5 separate regions of the Mus musculus genome follow, and all the other regions are linked to region 5. The links are chromatin contacts, called in public Hi-C, Micro-C and promoter capture Hi-C maps. All regions are on one chromosome and are shown on one strand. The core of a region is the stretch at or near the end of the contact, and the rest is flanking DNA. Distances in the headings are between cores, read along the strand shown. Region 1 overlaps Tmc7 (transmembrane channel-like gene family 7). Region 2 holds the start of Gde1 (glycerophosphodiester phosphodiesterase 1). Region 3 holds the start of B230311B06Rik (RIKEN cDNA B230311B06 gene). Region 4 has its middle 14 kb from the start of Coq7. Region 5 holds the start of Smg1 (SMG1 homolog, phosphatidylinositol 3-kinase-related kinase (C. elegans)).

Region 1 (2,700 bases), core at 10-2,509, 310 kb before region 5:
CACTAGAGTTCAGGAAGTACTACCCCCTGCTGCCTTTCCTGCTCTCTGCTGCCTTTGTTGCCTTGCATTTGTGGTTGTCTGCTGATGGACATTCATCTGGTGAACTCTCTGGGGAAAATCTCAATTCTGAACAGGTCTGAGGTCGCAGACGCTTTTGGTTCCAGGCATTTCAGATAGAATGCATTTAGCGTACAGATTAAACCATCTTCCTGGAAGTTGCTAGTACTAAAATGCCACGCCATAGAACTTGCTGCTTTTCTGAATAGACAAGTAAAAGGCCTGGAATCTGTCCATTTCATTTAATATTGTGGGGAGGCTGGAGGTGTTTTTATGTTTCCAAAGTCAATGTTTTCTTCAGAACAGCTCTGGTGGTTGGGTGCACAGTCAAATGCCAGATATGTACTTGAGAAAATGGAAGCTCGCAAAGGAGAAGAACTCAGCAGCTTGCCTGAAGTCATTGTTACTGAAAGCAAGACTTGACTGATCATAATGGTGCATGCCTTTGTTCCTAGCACAAGAGGCAGAGCAGGTGGATTTCTGTGAGTTCTTGGCCCGCTTGGTCTACAATCAGGCATGCATAGTGATGCCCTGTCTCATTAAAAAAGAAGAAATGAAGGAAGGAAGGAAGGAAGGAAGGAAGGAAGAAAGGGAAAGGAAAGGAAAGGAAAGGAAAAGAAAAGAAAAGAAAAGAAAAGAAAAGAAAGAGAAAAGAAAGAGAAAAAGAAAAAGAAATTGTGGAACCAAGCTCGGAGCTGCCATCTTCCTTATTCCTCTCCATCTCCTCCTCCTTTTTGGTTTCTCAAGACAGGAGTTCACTGAGTAGCCCCATTTCTTTCATTGCATCCCCCAAAGCACCATGTGTTAGTATGTTTTGCAGGACAGTTAGTGGCACATGATCACAGATGTGCAACCCAGGAAGCGTGCTTAAGCAACCCTGTCCAAAAGAACTTCCTACAGTGTTCTGGAGAGCAGCCTGAGTCTGTCGGTCCCATGAGGGAGCCATGGGCTCCTGAGCTCTTGAGATGTGGCCTCTGTGACTGAGGAATGGGCTTTATTTCTTGCTATTGTTGTCACTTCACACTGAAATAGGCCCAACAGGAAGAAAGAGGGCCAGAGGTAAGATGACAAGCTTGGCTTCTGAAAACAGGCTCCTTTAGAAGTCAGGAAATTTACCTTCTAGGCTCTCTTGCCCTCTGACTCTGTTTCTTAGTTAGGGTTTTACTGCTGTAATGAGACACCTTGACCACAGCAACTCTATGAAGAAAAACATTTCAATGGGGCTGGTTTACAGGTTCAGAGGTTCAGTCTATTTTCATCGAGGACTTTGTCATCTTTTTGTTTATTTTTAAACAGAATTTTGCTTTTTGGCTCAGGCAGACCTTAAACTTCCCAGCATTTTTGTGTGTTTACCTCTAATGCTTAGATCCCTGATCCACTTTAAGCTGATGTTTATATGATTTGGCTCTCTGTGTGTCTATTGTTTGTTGAGAAGACATGTTTTCCCCTCTACTAAAAACCTGCTGGCTGGAGATACATAGGTGCTTTGTTCTGTTTTTCTGCTATGTGTATCTGGTTTTGTTATTTGCTTTTGTTTTAGACAGGGTCTCACTATGTAGACAAGGCTGGCCCTGAACTCACAGAAATCTACCTACCTCTTTCCCAAGTGATGGAATTAAAGGCCAATATGTCTGGCTTCTGGGCCTGTTTTATGCCTGCACTGGATGATCTTGAGTTTGCTTTGCAGTAAGCCCAGGAGACAAGACTTCCAACTTTACTCCTTTTTGTCAAGGTTGCTTTGGCCACTGACTCCCTTGCAGCTACATCTAAACTTTAAGACCAGCCTGTTGTTTCTAATGAGGCCAGCTGGGGCTCTGATTGGGACCGTGCTGGTTCTGTAGACCAATTTGTGGAGTGTTGATGTGGAAGTACTAGGCCAAAAGCACCTCTCCATTAATTTATTTTTCATTGGTTCTTTTGTTTGTTTGTTTTGTTATTTTGAGATAATGTCTCATGTAGCCCAGGCTGGCACCAACTAGTTATGTGTCTCAAAGGATGATTTTAACTTTCCAATCCATCTGCTTCTACCACCAGAGTGCTATGATTACAGGCGTCTGCCCCCATGCCTCGTTTAAGCTTGTGTATAATGGCCCTGTAACACTCTACAACTACAGCCCCAGCCCATGTTTATTTCAACTATGGATCATAGTTTTTAGAATATACTATTTATACTTGTGTTAAACATATTCTTAACTTTTCTTTTTGACATTATGACCTAGATTTCTTTTCACTTTAAGTTAAATATGATTTACCAGCTAGCTTTAAAAAAATTATTTAATTTTTGTTATGTGTATATGGATGTGTCTGTGTTAGGAGTATGTGCACATGAGACAGTTCCCTTTGTAGGCCAGAAGAGAGGGCATCAGGTCCCCCAGAGCTGGAGTTAGAGGAGGTTGGGAACCCTCGGTTTGTGGGTGCTAGAAACCAAACTTGGGTCCTCTGCAAGAGTATACATATTTCCAGCACTTAACAGTTATTTTGATGCACAGCTTTTAGCAGTACCTCAGTCCCTAAATACTAGCTGAGCACCCCATATACCTTGGGCCTCTTTCTGGTGTGGAAAGATTCCAGGATGAACAAGGATACTTCCGTGCCTGCTTGAGCTGACCCACCTGGCCCCATGTTCTTGCTTTGTTCAGGGAT
Region 2 (2,700 bases), core at 88-2,587, 460 kb before region 5:
GAGAAGGGTGTTAGAGCCTCTGGAATTAAATGAGTTACCATATGTAGGCTGGGGATTGAACTCAGTTCCTCTGGAAGAGCAGCCAGTACTCCCAATCATTGAGTCAGCTCTCCAGCCCAATAAATGAGATTTAAGGTGGCTTTCTGGGCACACTGAGAAGAGCCACAATCCTTAAGATAAAACCATGATTCACAAAGGTCCCACAAGGAGGTGAACGCATCTTTACTGTCAACGAGATTCCTAGCAAATTGCAGGCTTGCAGATGGAAAAGGAGAAAAGCCATATATTAGACCTTTAGATTTGTTGCTATTTGAACATTCTAACTTGAAGCATCTCCATATAAAAGGAATGTGGGCTACCCATGCAGGAATTCTTGATGCTTAAAGTCAAGAGGCTTTAACCACACTTCTAGTAAGAGCTCTTTTTCCTTCCCACGGTCCCTTAATTTTCCTTGTCTTGTTATCGTGCTCAATACTACTTCCCGCAAGGGGAAGGTACTTTCACTAAATGCAGACATGTGTCCTGGTGGAAACAGCCCTTGCAAGAATGAAGATATTCCAAAGAGACATTTGTAAGTCACCCTTCTTGATATTATTTTGAGGCATGGACCGCAGGAAATTGGAATTTCCTTAGGAGTCTGATTTTGAGAGAAGGAAAGGGCTTAGAGCCTGTGTCCAGCCTGGAAAAAAATGTATCTTTTCTGTAAGTTCAAAGGGTTCTGAAGGTCCCGGACCTTTCTGAACAGACTGGAACTAAGTGGTCAATGATGGGCGGGGCTTCTTAGCCAAGCATGCCTCTTGCCCTCTATTTAAACCTAAACCTCCCGTCAGAACCCTGAAAACGGACTTGTGGGTGTGCTTTACTAGATTTCTTCCCGGTGTGTCCATTTCTCTGCTTTTTACTTTTTTTTTTGTTTGGTTCATGGAGCGTAACTTATTACAGCTCCAGGGTAAGCCTGGCTCATTACAGGCCCTGTCTCTGACCCAGAAGAACTCTGGAAACACTACTGGCACATTTTGAATAAGCAGGTTAAACATCCTGTTCCTTTTAAAGTCAAAGCCTTTAGTTTCCTCGAGGTCAGATACAAGGTCACTAAGAAACTTTGACCGTGTCACCCTCCTTCCACTAAGTCTGAAGGACAGGGTCTAAGTCTTGTCCTCACTTTACATAACCCGAAGCGCCCTTGGAACCCAGGCCTGGGGCAAGGGCCTGCTCCTGTTGCCATGACAGCGGTTCCGGCCCCCCAACGCCGAAGCTCCGGGACTCTGATTGGCTGGAGGGCGGGCTCTTTCTCGAGATGGGTCCGTCGGCGCCATTGTGCAGCGCTGCTCCCAGCGGAGGGTTCCGGCTGTGGCCAGTACCTCGGCGTCTACGCGTCGCCCGGCAGGTCCGGGGCTCCGGTCCGTGCCGGTGCAGGCGCCGGCATGTGGCTGTGGGAGGACCAGGGCGGCCTCCTGGGCCCCTTCTCCTTCGTGCTGGTGCTGCTGCTGGTGGTGACACGCAGCCCCTTCAACGCCTGCGTGCTCACCGGCAGCCTCTACATCCTGCTGCGGTTCTTCAGCTTCGAGCCGGTGCCGTCCCGCCGGGCCCTGCAGGTGCTCAAGCCCCGTGACCGCGTGTCCGCCATCGCCCATCGCGGCGGCAGCCACGACGCGCCCGAGAACACGCTGGCGGCCATCCGGCAGGTGAGCCCCGCGCACGCCTCGGGCCTGCTCCGCCGCTGACATCTCTTCTTCTCCTCCCGGCTCCGCATCCCTCCCCACTTCAGCTATTTCTAGAATTCCGCGGGTAATTGTAAGACTTGGTATGTGCCAGACGCTGGGATGGCAGCCAGGCACGACTCCTTTGACAGGGCTTTCATCTGGGTTGGGAGAGATAACATATGAGGCTACTTTAGGGTGGGGCAGTGCATTATGTAGCAGTAGTTTTCTATGAACTAGATATTTGTGAACTGTGAACTAGAATTACAAGGTTGGAATCAGTGGGAAGTGTTCCAGGATGCCGATGGCAAGTGCAAAGGGCCTGAGGTGAGGTTTATGTTGGAGTGGTAAGGTAGCAACACAACACAACAGGCTTATATGTGGTGCTGGCTTCGAGGAGCAGAACAAACTCTAGTGTATGGATGAATTAAGATATGAACTAGGTCAAATGGGTTCTTGTTAGTAAATGGGATTTCTCTCTTTTTTTCGAGACAGGGTTTCTCTGTAGTCCACTCCTTGAACTTATCAGACTGGCCTCAACTCAGATCCACCTGCCTGGTGGGGTTAAAGTGCTGGGACTAAAGACACCCACCACCACCAACTAGCAAGATATTCTTAATCACCCTTATCACAGGGTGTATTTCTGTCCTCTGTATTACTTGGATATTATCTTTATGGCCTCTTTCCAAATACACCTTCATCATAGTCGTCAACCCTGGCAGCCAGACTCCTCTGTCAATATTTGCTTCCCCTTTCCATAAGGCACCCAGGAGAATTTTAATAGCCCTTTGCCCTTGGAAGCCTTCTGTTTTCAGATTAATGTCAGCTTGTATGGCAAGAGCATTTCAGTGGATTATGGACTTCAGTGCACTACAGTCAGCCTTCATACGTGTTGGCCTTGCATCTGTGGGTTTAATTGTAGATCAAAAAAATAGCATGAAAGAAGTATGTGGAGTGACGTCACACCTTAACTGCTTACATAGCTAGATTGTTTTAGATG
Region 3 (2,700 bases), core at 77-2,576, 350 kb before region 5:
AACTCCAGAGCCTGCCTGTATTCTCCCCTGTGAACTCTAGTGTTGCCAGAGAGCCTTGCACAGTCATTTAGGAAGAAGGAGCCCTAATACCTGCTGCCCCTCACTGAGTGGGCCTCCTTCCTAGATGGTATCTGTCACCTGATCTATCTGCAGTGACAGTTTCATCAGCTCAGCCTAGATAGAAACCTCCTTAACTCCCTGTGGTGGCTAGTCGCCACAGTCGTCCTGATTGGAGTTCGAATCACCTCATGATTAATGAGACATTCCATCCTGCTGTGTGTGTGACAGATTGCTCACAGTTAGATACTGCAGGTTCTGACCTTGTATTTTGATGAATTCCCATCTAGATGGCACCCCTGGGAGGAAGCAGGGGTGGACGCGAGATGCTCTGCCCTCACCTCTTTCTTGCTACCATCCCTCTCTCTGCTTCTTGGCCAGCATGATAGAAGTTGGACCAACGCCTCTGAAATCTGGAATAAACTAAGTCCTCCCTCCTCCAATCTGCTCAGAGCAACTTAACTAATACAGCTCTAATATTCTGTCCTGGTAATTTCCTATCAGCAACCTCCAGCCTGCTCCTTGGTTATAGCTCCCAGATACCCAGGTCACATTAGGAGTCAAACCCACACCTCTCCCTGTCTGCACAATCCAGGTCCAGCTAATGCTTTTTTTAAACAGAGGAACAGATACCACTGATATAGGAAGAGAGTCAGGTTTGGTCATGCAGACCCATGATCCCTGAACTCTGGTGGCTTGAAGCAGGAATATTTTAAGTTTAAAGCCTGCCTGGGTTACCTAGCAAGCTCTTATCTAAAAGAGGAAAGAAGGAAAGGGGAGAAAATAGATGAGAGAGCAGAAGCACAGAGAGGCTTAGTAACAAGCCTTGGATCGCACAGCCAGTGAGTGAAGAACCATTTGCTGATCCAAGGCTGTCTCATTTTTCACTCTCTCTCTCTCTGGAAATGACAGCTTACCATGAGAAAGTTGGAATGATGACATACCAGAACAGCATGGTCCTCCCAAAAGGAGCCCTTGGAGCTCAACAGCCTTATAACAAATACCCACGAGGGCAGCTGCTGAGTGTGTGTGCTGGTGTCCTGCTGTCTGTCTGCAACAATAGCCAAAGGGAACTTTCCCTTCCCCCACTCACAGCGTTCTGGGCAGCAGCGTCTAGGCCATGAGCCACCTCAGAGAAACTTTGGCTCTCATCAGGATTCATCTCCTGCCTCGGAGATTTCAGCCAAGTCCTCCCTAGAGACAGAGAGTAGTCAGAACTCAGAGCAGGACAGTGTAGCAGGGCTGATGGGAATGGGTACAGGCGGAAGTCATTACCTCCGTAGGAGGGAAATGTTTTCCAGATGGACCGGAAGTACATCTGTGGGGGACCTTGGGAAGTGAGGAGGCCAGAGTGTGGAAGAGAGGAGGGACACTCCTTCTGTCTGTCCTGAGGAATCATGGTGGACACCCCATAGTAAAAGGCCACTTACCATGAGAAAAGTATGCCAGCTTACTCTACCAAATTCTGCTATATGGAAGAGTCCAGTGCTCCGTTAGGCTCAAGTACACACTGTGAAAGTGACAGAGGCACAGAAAGCCCACCAGAGAGCACTCACCCAGCACACGAGGAGGCACCAGGTTTCATTAGGGTTGGTGGTGTGAGTTCCTGCCAAAGCACTGCCTGGGAGGCTGAGGCAGGGGAATCTAGCTTGAGGCAAGGATAAACTGCATAATGAGATCTGTCTCAAAACAAAAAGAGCCAGGAATACAGCTTCATTAGTAATTTATCCAGCATGAAAGAATCCTGGGGTTTGAGCCCCACACTCATAAAACAGAATGGCAGTGTACACCTGCAACCCCAGCACTTAGGAAGCAGAGGCAGGTAGGTTAGAAGTTCAAGATCATTCATAGTGGATTTGATGGGATGGATACATGGGATGCATGAGACTCTGACTCCTTCCCTTTCCACTTCTCAAAAACAAAACAAAACAAACACGCCAGTTGTTATAAAAAGATTATTAAGAAAAAAAGGGTATAAGAATATGTTTTATGGGGGGTGTGGTGAGGTATGGGGAAGGGGACGCCTTGACAGGCTCATGCCAAGGCATCCCTTCTCCTTGAGGGACCAGCCACATGATGGTATAGTGTAGAATAGAGTTTATTTAGGGCATGGGGAGGAGAGTCAAGAGGGTAGTAGAGACAGAGAGAGACACAGAGAGAGAGAGAGAGAGAGAGAGAGAGTATAGAAGTAGAGGCTGGCCATGGCCACGTGGGGAAATGGAGGAAGGGAATGCAGAGAGAGGGAGAGCAAGAGGCAAGAGAAGAGAGACAAGAGAGAGGGGAGGGGGCAAGCAGCCCCTTTTATAGTGGGCCAGGCCTACCTGGCTTTTGCCAGCTAACTGTGGGGGGTGGAGTCCCGACAGAATTCCAATACCAGTAAAATGAATGAATGAGTAATAGTTATTGAGCAATCTCTGAGAGAAAGAGTCTCCCCTCCTCCATCCATTAATTCCCACAAGCCTAATGAACTTCTTGGTGATCTGCCATGACCACAGACCATTCCTACCATGGGACTTACGTTCTGTTGTACTGGGGTAGGCTGACAGCCACAATAATGCCACAATTACCAGGAAGGCAAGCTGTTAAAGAATGGTAAATGCCACAAGAGAAGGAGGCCTAGAGAAGAGGGTCAAGGGTCAAGGA
Region 4 (2,700 bases), core at 197-2,696, 280 kb before region 5:
AAACCTGCTGACAGTTTAACAGTATAGATTTTCTGCCCTAGAAATAAAAATAAAGTTATACGGTTCCATGCTGTATTTGGAAATAAGTTTCATTCCAGGGAATTAACAGAGGCTACGTGGTTGTGTGTTTGTGGGAGGGGGGTCAGTGCATGGAGAGAGGCAAAAGGTCACAGGTAGCTGTCTTTCTCTGCCACTCTCTCTCTGCCTTATTGTTTGAGACAGGTCTCTCAGTGAACCTGGAGCCGATGGATTCAGTGGGCTGGCAGGCCATATGCCTCCAAGGGTCCTCTGGTCTCTACGTCTCCAGTGGTGGGCAGAGGTTCCGAGAGTATCTTCTGATTGTGGCATAGTCAGTACTATGGCCCTCCCCATAGCAACACTCTTGAGCCAGATGCCCCAGCCACATGAAGGGTGTGACAGTCAGCTCCTGTGTGTTTAGCCTCCCCTTCAAAATGAAGGGCTGGTGCTTGATGCTTCTGAGAGCTTCCAGAGAGGTTCCGACTCCTCCTCCCGTCGTCGCAGCATGTCCTCACATGGCCACAGTGTTTCCTTGTCTCCCCTTTCCTTACCACTCTGACCTTTCAGGGAAATACGATTTAAAGTTGGACAGAACCCAGGGCTGATGCCAGGATGATGAACGGGCAGTCTCTGCAAGCACTGTGTTTCCACAGGCAGCTGACCTGGGTTTCTCTTCATGCCCACCCTCCCTCCCTACAATGGTACCAACCAGAGAGCAGGGGGCAAATACAATTTGAGGCTGCCCCTCCACCCCCAGTCAGAATCTACATCCTGGCCAAGTGTGGCTGCCAGGACCCCCACAGGTTCCTTGGTAGTTTCTGTTTGGTAGTGCCTACCATCCCTGGTTAATGGTTACATCTGGAGAGACTTTTCTCCGTGGTGTGCCACTTGTAAATTGCCATTAGGTTCCTTGGTTGACTTGGCTAGACTTGGGTGGAATGATTGTGTGGATGTGGCTGGAGACAGACATGGTAACTAACGGCTCACTACGAATCTGTTTCTCTATTGCCTGGCTCTGTTGCTTCAGGGGACCACTTGAACTTGTAGCTCAAGGTGGGATTTTTATTGGTGACTACTGGTTGCAGCTCTGGGCCTTGCTGCAGAAGATCGGGAACGATGGAACTACTTGTCCAGTCCCCATGGTGCAAGAGTTGAACTCTGTTGGGGACCACACTCTCTTTGAGCCTCACCCCAGGACCTTGCAAACACCTGTATAACCCAGCTTGAACCTTGATTTTGGGAAAGGGAGCACGCCAATCCTACTCAGGGAAAGCGAGTAAACACATAAAGCCGGCCATTTACAGCAGGTCTTCAGTGCTCCCCAGGGCTGTCTGCAGCTCCAGGGTCCTTTGTCACAGGACCACGCCTGGACGCCTCCCGAGGAACGGCCCACGACTCCGGTGGCCTCCAGAGGGCGCGCGCGAACCGAGCGGAGCCCGAGGCGGGAGTGTGGCCGCCTGCAGGCAGTCTCAGCTGGCTTGGGTGAAGGCACCTGGGAGAGGCAGAGAACTGCCACAAGGTGGTAACTTGGCCCTGGCAATGCCACCCTTGGATCTCTGCTGCAAAAGGAGAGCATCCCCAAATGTCACACCTGAGCATTGCCTTGGGAGGGTGAGCTGGAGGGCTCCTGGTGGCAATGCTCACATAGCTTCAGTGTCCTTGTCCTGATGGATTCATTTGCTTTCTCAGAAAAAGGGAGAGAGATGAGAATATGGGAGGGAGCAGCCAGTCAGTCCCTCCCTGTCCAGGGTTTCCTTGCGAGGTGCCAGCAGCCAGCGCCAGGCAGCACCTGATAGATCCTGCTCTTCCTGCACAGCCCCAACTCTCACCTGGGGCCATCCCCTGAATTCCTTTTCTTTTCTTTTCTTTTCTTTTCTTTTCTTTTCTTTTCTTTTCTTTTCTTTTCTTTCTTTCTTTTTTTTTTTTTTTTTTTTTCCTCTTCTGTGTTTGTTTCTGTTTTGGTTTGGTTTTGAGATTTTCTCCGTTCTTCATGCAGCTTTCTCTCTTAGGTACTTTCTTTGCTGTGATGATAAAAATACCCAGACATAAGCAACATATGGGAGAAAGGACTCGTTTTTGGTTCATATAGTTTTCTTGATATAGTCCCTCATGGTCGGGGAGGTCTGGCAGTGGGAGCTGGAGGAGCCTGGCTGGTCCCATTGCACCTTCTGGTGCTGGCAAGAACAGAGCTGCTGCCCACTGCTGCTTACTGCCCACTGCTGCTCACTGCTGCTCACTGCTGCCCACTGCTGCTCACTGCTCACTGCTGCTCACTGCCCACTGCTGCTCACTGCTGCTCACTGCTGCTCACTGCTGCCCACTGTTGCTCACTGCTGCTCACTGCCCACTGCTGCTCACTCTCCTTACTCAGTGCAGGAGGACTCCAATCCATGGACCAGACAATCAGGAAGGCTCCCTCGTAAGCATGCCCAGAGGCTAACCCAATCTAGAAACTCCCTCAACCATACAAGCATGCCTAGAGCCTTGTCTCCTCCGTGATTCTGGAAGCTATTGACAATCAATATTAACTGTCACATCTACATATAAAAGTCTATTTCTCTTCCTAGGGATTACACAGAACATTCACAGGCTTCATCTTTGGCTTTTGATTTTATTTTTTAACTGAGCCGGCATATCAGAATCAACAGGCAAACTCTACAGACTCTACTCTACCTACTGAAG
Region 5 (2,700 bases), core at 169-2,668:
CGGTTTCCATTTCTTGAATGCTAGGGTTACAGACACATCGTCATGCTGCATTTATGGGGTGCTGGGGATGGAACCCAGTGATTCGTGCTTGCTCCTGCTTTGAGCATTCTACTTTCTGAGCCATGTCCTTGGTAACAATTTTGAATTACTTAAGTGATGTATACATACTTCTCTTGTGAGGCAAAACGATGGATGGCCTAAAAACTTTATGTGGAAAAGGTTTAAATACTTGCTTGATGTGTATCTCGGCTATTTTTAAAGTTGAGCCTGCAGCTAGGGAGATAGCTCAGTCATTAAAGTGCTTGCCCCGCACACACGAGAAACCACCTGAAAAAAAGCCAGAAATGGTGTCACCGTTTGTAAAGCCAGCGTTGAGGAAACAGAAGATTCGTGGGGCTCTCTGGCCAGCTAGTGAGAGAGAGACCTTGCCTCAAAATACATGGTAGCTGGAGGCTTATGAGCAACACTTGAGGTTGTTCTCTGTACTTCACATGTAAACACGCACACAAAGGAGTATATTGCGTTCACATAATGTGCCCAGTGCTTTATCGAATTCTTTCAGGAGAGTGTGGGTAACAGGCCTCTTACTACTAGAAGGAACCAGATTACAGAGCACAGTTCATGGGGCAGGAAGCAGGCGTTGTTTTTCACTTTTGGAAAATATGTACCAGGACTGCATGACATTTCAGGTAGGGGTTGAAAAGGTGTCGCTTTCACTTCCCCTTCCTCGATTTTACTATTCTGACTTTTTCCCTTAAGACGGTGGCAGGCAGGTGGACGCACGTGAGCGCCAAGGGCACATCTGTGTGCGCGCATTAGCGCTCAAGGGCACGCTCCCCCTCCTGTCCTCCATTGGACGCCTGTTCACACCTGACTGCCGGTCCTCCGAGTGTATGGGAGGGCGTGTGTGGACCCGGGGTGGAGATCCCCTCTCCCATGATGCCCCGCGACGAGTCCACATTGCTCTCTACCACCCGCAGACAGAGCTGCTGCTCAGGAGGCCCAGGGAGGTCCGCTCGGGTCCCTGCTCTCCAGTAGTTCTCGCCTTCTCCTCAAAGCCCCACCCCTTTTAGCTACGCGAACGCGGACCTCGCCTTGAAGTCTAGGCTCTCAGAACTCCAGTGCCTCTCGAGCAGGTCCCGCCTTTTGACTTTCGCCCCTCCCCTCTCCAGGTTCAGCAGCCACAGACCACGCCCCAACTAGTCCCGCCCTTCTTCTCCAGGCTTGGGGCGCGCCGGCACCGCCCCTCCTAGGTGACCCTACCCCTGTCATAAGCCCCGCCTCTAGTCCATATTCTGTGACCAATAGCCCCGCCTTTCACCCCGAGCCCCGCCCCTCTCCAGGCTCCTAGGGCGCCGGCACCGCCCCTCGCTCCCAGCATGCCGTGCGGCAGCGGCGGCGCGGCGGGCGGAGCCGGGAGGCGGGGAAGCCGTGGCCGTGTGAGCGTGAGGAGCCGCCGCCACCGCCTCCTCGCTGTCCTCGTCCTCCTGGGCCCCAGCGTCGCGGGCCGCGCGCTGCCCTGGAAGAGACGTCGCCTCGCCTGCCTCCGCCTCCCCCTCGCCGCGCCGCTCCCGCCTCCTGCTCCTGCGTTGCGGGCTCCAGCGGAACCCGGAACGGCCGTCCGCCTCCCCCGCCCTCCGCCGCCCCCTCCGCGGCTTCCTCCTCAGCCCCGGGCCAGATCGCAGTGTCGGCGGCGGCCGGTTCAGGCGGCGACTCGCGCTTCTTCGGGCGGCGGCGCTTGGCCATGTCGTGTCGGGGAAGGTAATGAGCCGCAGAGCCCCGGGGTCTCGGCTGAGCAGCGGCGGCGGCGGCACCAAGTACCCGCGGAGCTGGAATGACTGGCAACCCAGGTGGGTGACCGCGTCGAGCCTCGCCTGGAGCTGGCCGAGGCCTAGGCCCGCGGGACTGGGAGGCGCGGCCTAGGCCCGCGGTCCCTGGAGCCGGGCGCGGCTTCCTGGGTGTCCTCCGGGCCTGGTCCGGCAGGAAAGCTGCGGGCAGCGGAGGCCTCTGTGCCCGGCTGGCCGCCTCAGCCGGATGGCTGGAGCAGTGGCTCTGAGCTTGGGTGGAGGAGGACGTTCCACTGCCGTCTAACTCCAAGTTGAGATTTGAGGTCCAGGAACCCTCCCTGTTACCTATTAACTTCCTCGGCTCCGCGTCCAGTCCTCATGCCAAAGACCACCTTAACTCTGCGTCCTTCTGGACTCCCACGTGTTAATTAATGTATTTTAAAAGCTGAGAACTCTACCGAGGTCTTCCTCTGACTTTAGACAGGATGTTAGTCGACCAAAAGATGAGATTATGGGACTGTGAATGAAATCGACACAATCAGGCACTGGGGCATTTTAAGTTTTCCCCAACTGCAGAAATAGTTTTTCTGGAAACAGTAATTTCCCAGGGCGCTTTGGAGTGAATTTGTATTCTCAGGAGTAGAGAAATTTCGTTTTGCATGAAGGAATTGGAGTCTGGTTGGATTTAAAATATTAAGAGAAAAATACGAAAGAAAAACTATTTCTAGTCAGTTCTTTCTGATTATGGACTGGTTATACTTAATGTAGGTTCCCATTCTTTGCTGAGTAAAGGCTTCAAGTATTCAGAGACTACTTGAGCTTTAACAGTGCCTAGGACTTCCTAAATGTATAAAACCTGTCTTTCAGTAGAAGTTGATGTATTCTTTGAAGTACACTCCGTTGTTCAGAATGG

The links. Promoter capture Hi-C pulls out the DNA fragments that hold promoters and counts their contacts. A called contact is a pair of places that touch in the nucleus more often than the background predicts.
Region 1: a contact with region 5 is called in a promoter capture Hi-C map of liver. The contact joins the enhancer-like site here to the promoter of Smg1 in region 5. A contact is called at or near these places in 4 of 39 promoter capture datasets (the C10 cell line, cranial neural crest, hippocampal neurons and 1 more), 1 of 115 datasets of contacts at active chromatin or transcription factors (embryonic stem cells) and 2 of 9 other capture datasets (adipose tissue and liver).
Region 2: a Micro-C map of embryonic stem cells shows a contact between it and region 5, with 3 times the contacts expected there. The contact joins the promoter of Gde1 here to the promoter of Smg1 in region 5. A contact is called at or near these places in 18 of 39 promoter capture datasets (the 3T3-L1 cell line, 3T3-L1-derived adipocytes, the C10 cell line and 11 more), 9 of 484 Hi-C or Micro-C datasets (B cells, CD8 T cells, LSK cells and 4 more), 6 of 115 datasets of contacts at active chromatin or transcription factors (the SCID.adh cell line, astrocytes, extraembryonic endoderm stem cells and 3 more) and 3 of 9 other capture datasets (adipose tissue, liver and pancreatic islet).
Region 3: a contact with region 5 is called in a Micro-C map of embryonic stem cells, with 4 times the contacts expected there. The contact joins the promoter of B230311B06Rik here to the promoter of Smg1 in region 5. A contact is called at or near these places in 4 of 39 promoter capture datasets (the C10 cell line, cranial neural crest, hippocampal neurons and 1 more), 2 of 484 Hi-C or Micro-C datasets (both in embryonic stem cells), 4 of 115 datasets of contacts at active chromatin or transcription factors (embryonic stem cells, fibro-adipogenic progenitors, microglia and 1 more) and 1 of 9 other capture datasets (pancreatic islet).
Region 4: a Hi-C map of cerebral cortex shows a contact between it and region 5, with 2.9 times the contacts expected there. The contact joins the enhancer-like site here to the promoter of Smg1 in region 5. A contact is called at or near these places in 9 of 39 promoter capture datasets (the C10 cell line, cranial neural crest, hematopoietic stem and progenitor cells and 4 more), 4 of 484 Hi-C or Micro-C datasets (cerebral cortex, erythroblasts, nephron progenitors and 1 more), 2 of 115 datasets of contacts at active chromatin or transcription factors (embryonic forebrain and pancreatic cancer cells) and 3 of 9 other capture datasets (adipose tissue, liver and pancreatic islet).

What each region holds. Positions count from the first base shown.
Region 1 is chr7:118,555,965-118,558,664 of GRCm38.p6, reverse strand. It overlaps Tmc7 (transmembrane channel-like gene family 7), which reads left to right. Exons shown (of 16, transcript NM_172476.4): 6 at 2,697-2,700. Among named protein-coding and RNA genes, the nearest start is that of Coq7, 24 kb to the right of the region's middle. Within about 2 kb of position 1,259, at least 20 of the 459 cell types and tissues checked have an H3K27ac peak or open chromatin away from gene starts, as enhancers often do. A contact at or near this core is called in liver, where this site is marked.
Region 2 is chr7:118,704,375-118,707,074 of GRCm38.p6, reverse strand. It overlaps Gde1 (glycerophosphodiester phosphodiesterase 1), which reads left to right and starts at 1,337. Exons shown (of 6, transcript NM_019580.4): 1 at 1,337-1,685. The coding sequence starts at 1,425.
Region 3 is chr7:118,590,911-118,593,610 of GRCm38.p6, reverse strand. B230311B06Rik (RIKEN cDNA B230311B06 gene) reads right to left here and starts at 1,326. Exons shown (of 2, transcript NR_169121.1): 1 at 1,151-1,326.
Region 4 is chr7:118,517,632-118,520,331 of GRCm38.p6, reverse strand. It overlaps a transcript of Coq7 not described here. Among named protein-coding and RNA genes, the nearest start is that of Coq7, 14 kb to the left of the region's middle. Within about 2 kb of position 1,446, at least 36 of the 459 cell types and tissues checked have an H3K27ac peak or open chromatin away from gene starts, as enhancers often do. A contact at or near this core is called in cerebral cortex and pancreatic cancer cells, where this site is marked.
Region 5 is chr7:118,242,355-118,245,054 of GRCm38.p6, reverse strand. Smg1 (SMG1 homolog, phosphatidylinositol 3-kinase-related kinase (C. elegans)) reads left to right here and starts at 1,418. Exons shown (of 63, transcript NM_001031814.1): 1 at 1,418-1,850. The coding sequence starts at 1,765. It overlaps 4930583K01Rik (RIKEN cDNA 4930583K01 gene), which reads right to left and starts at 1,148. Exons shown (of 2, transcript NR_027879.1): 1 at 1,090-1,148; 2 at 1-327.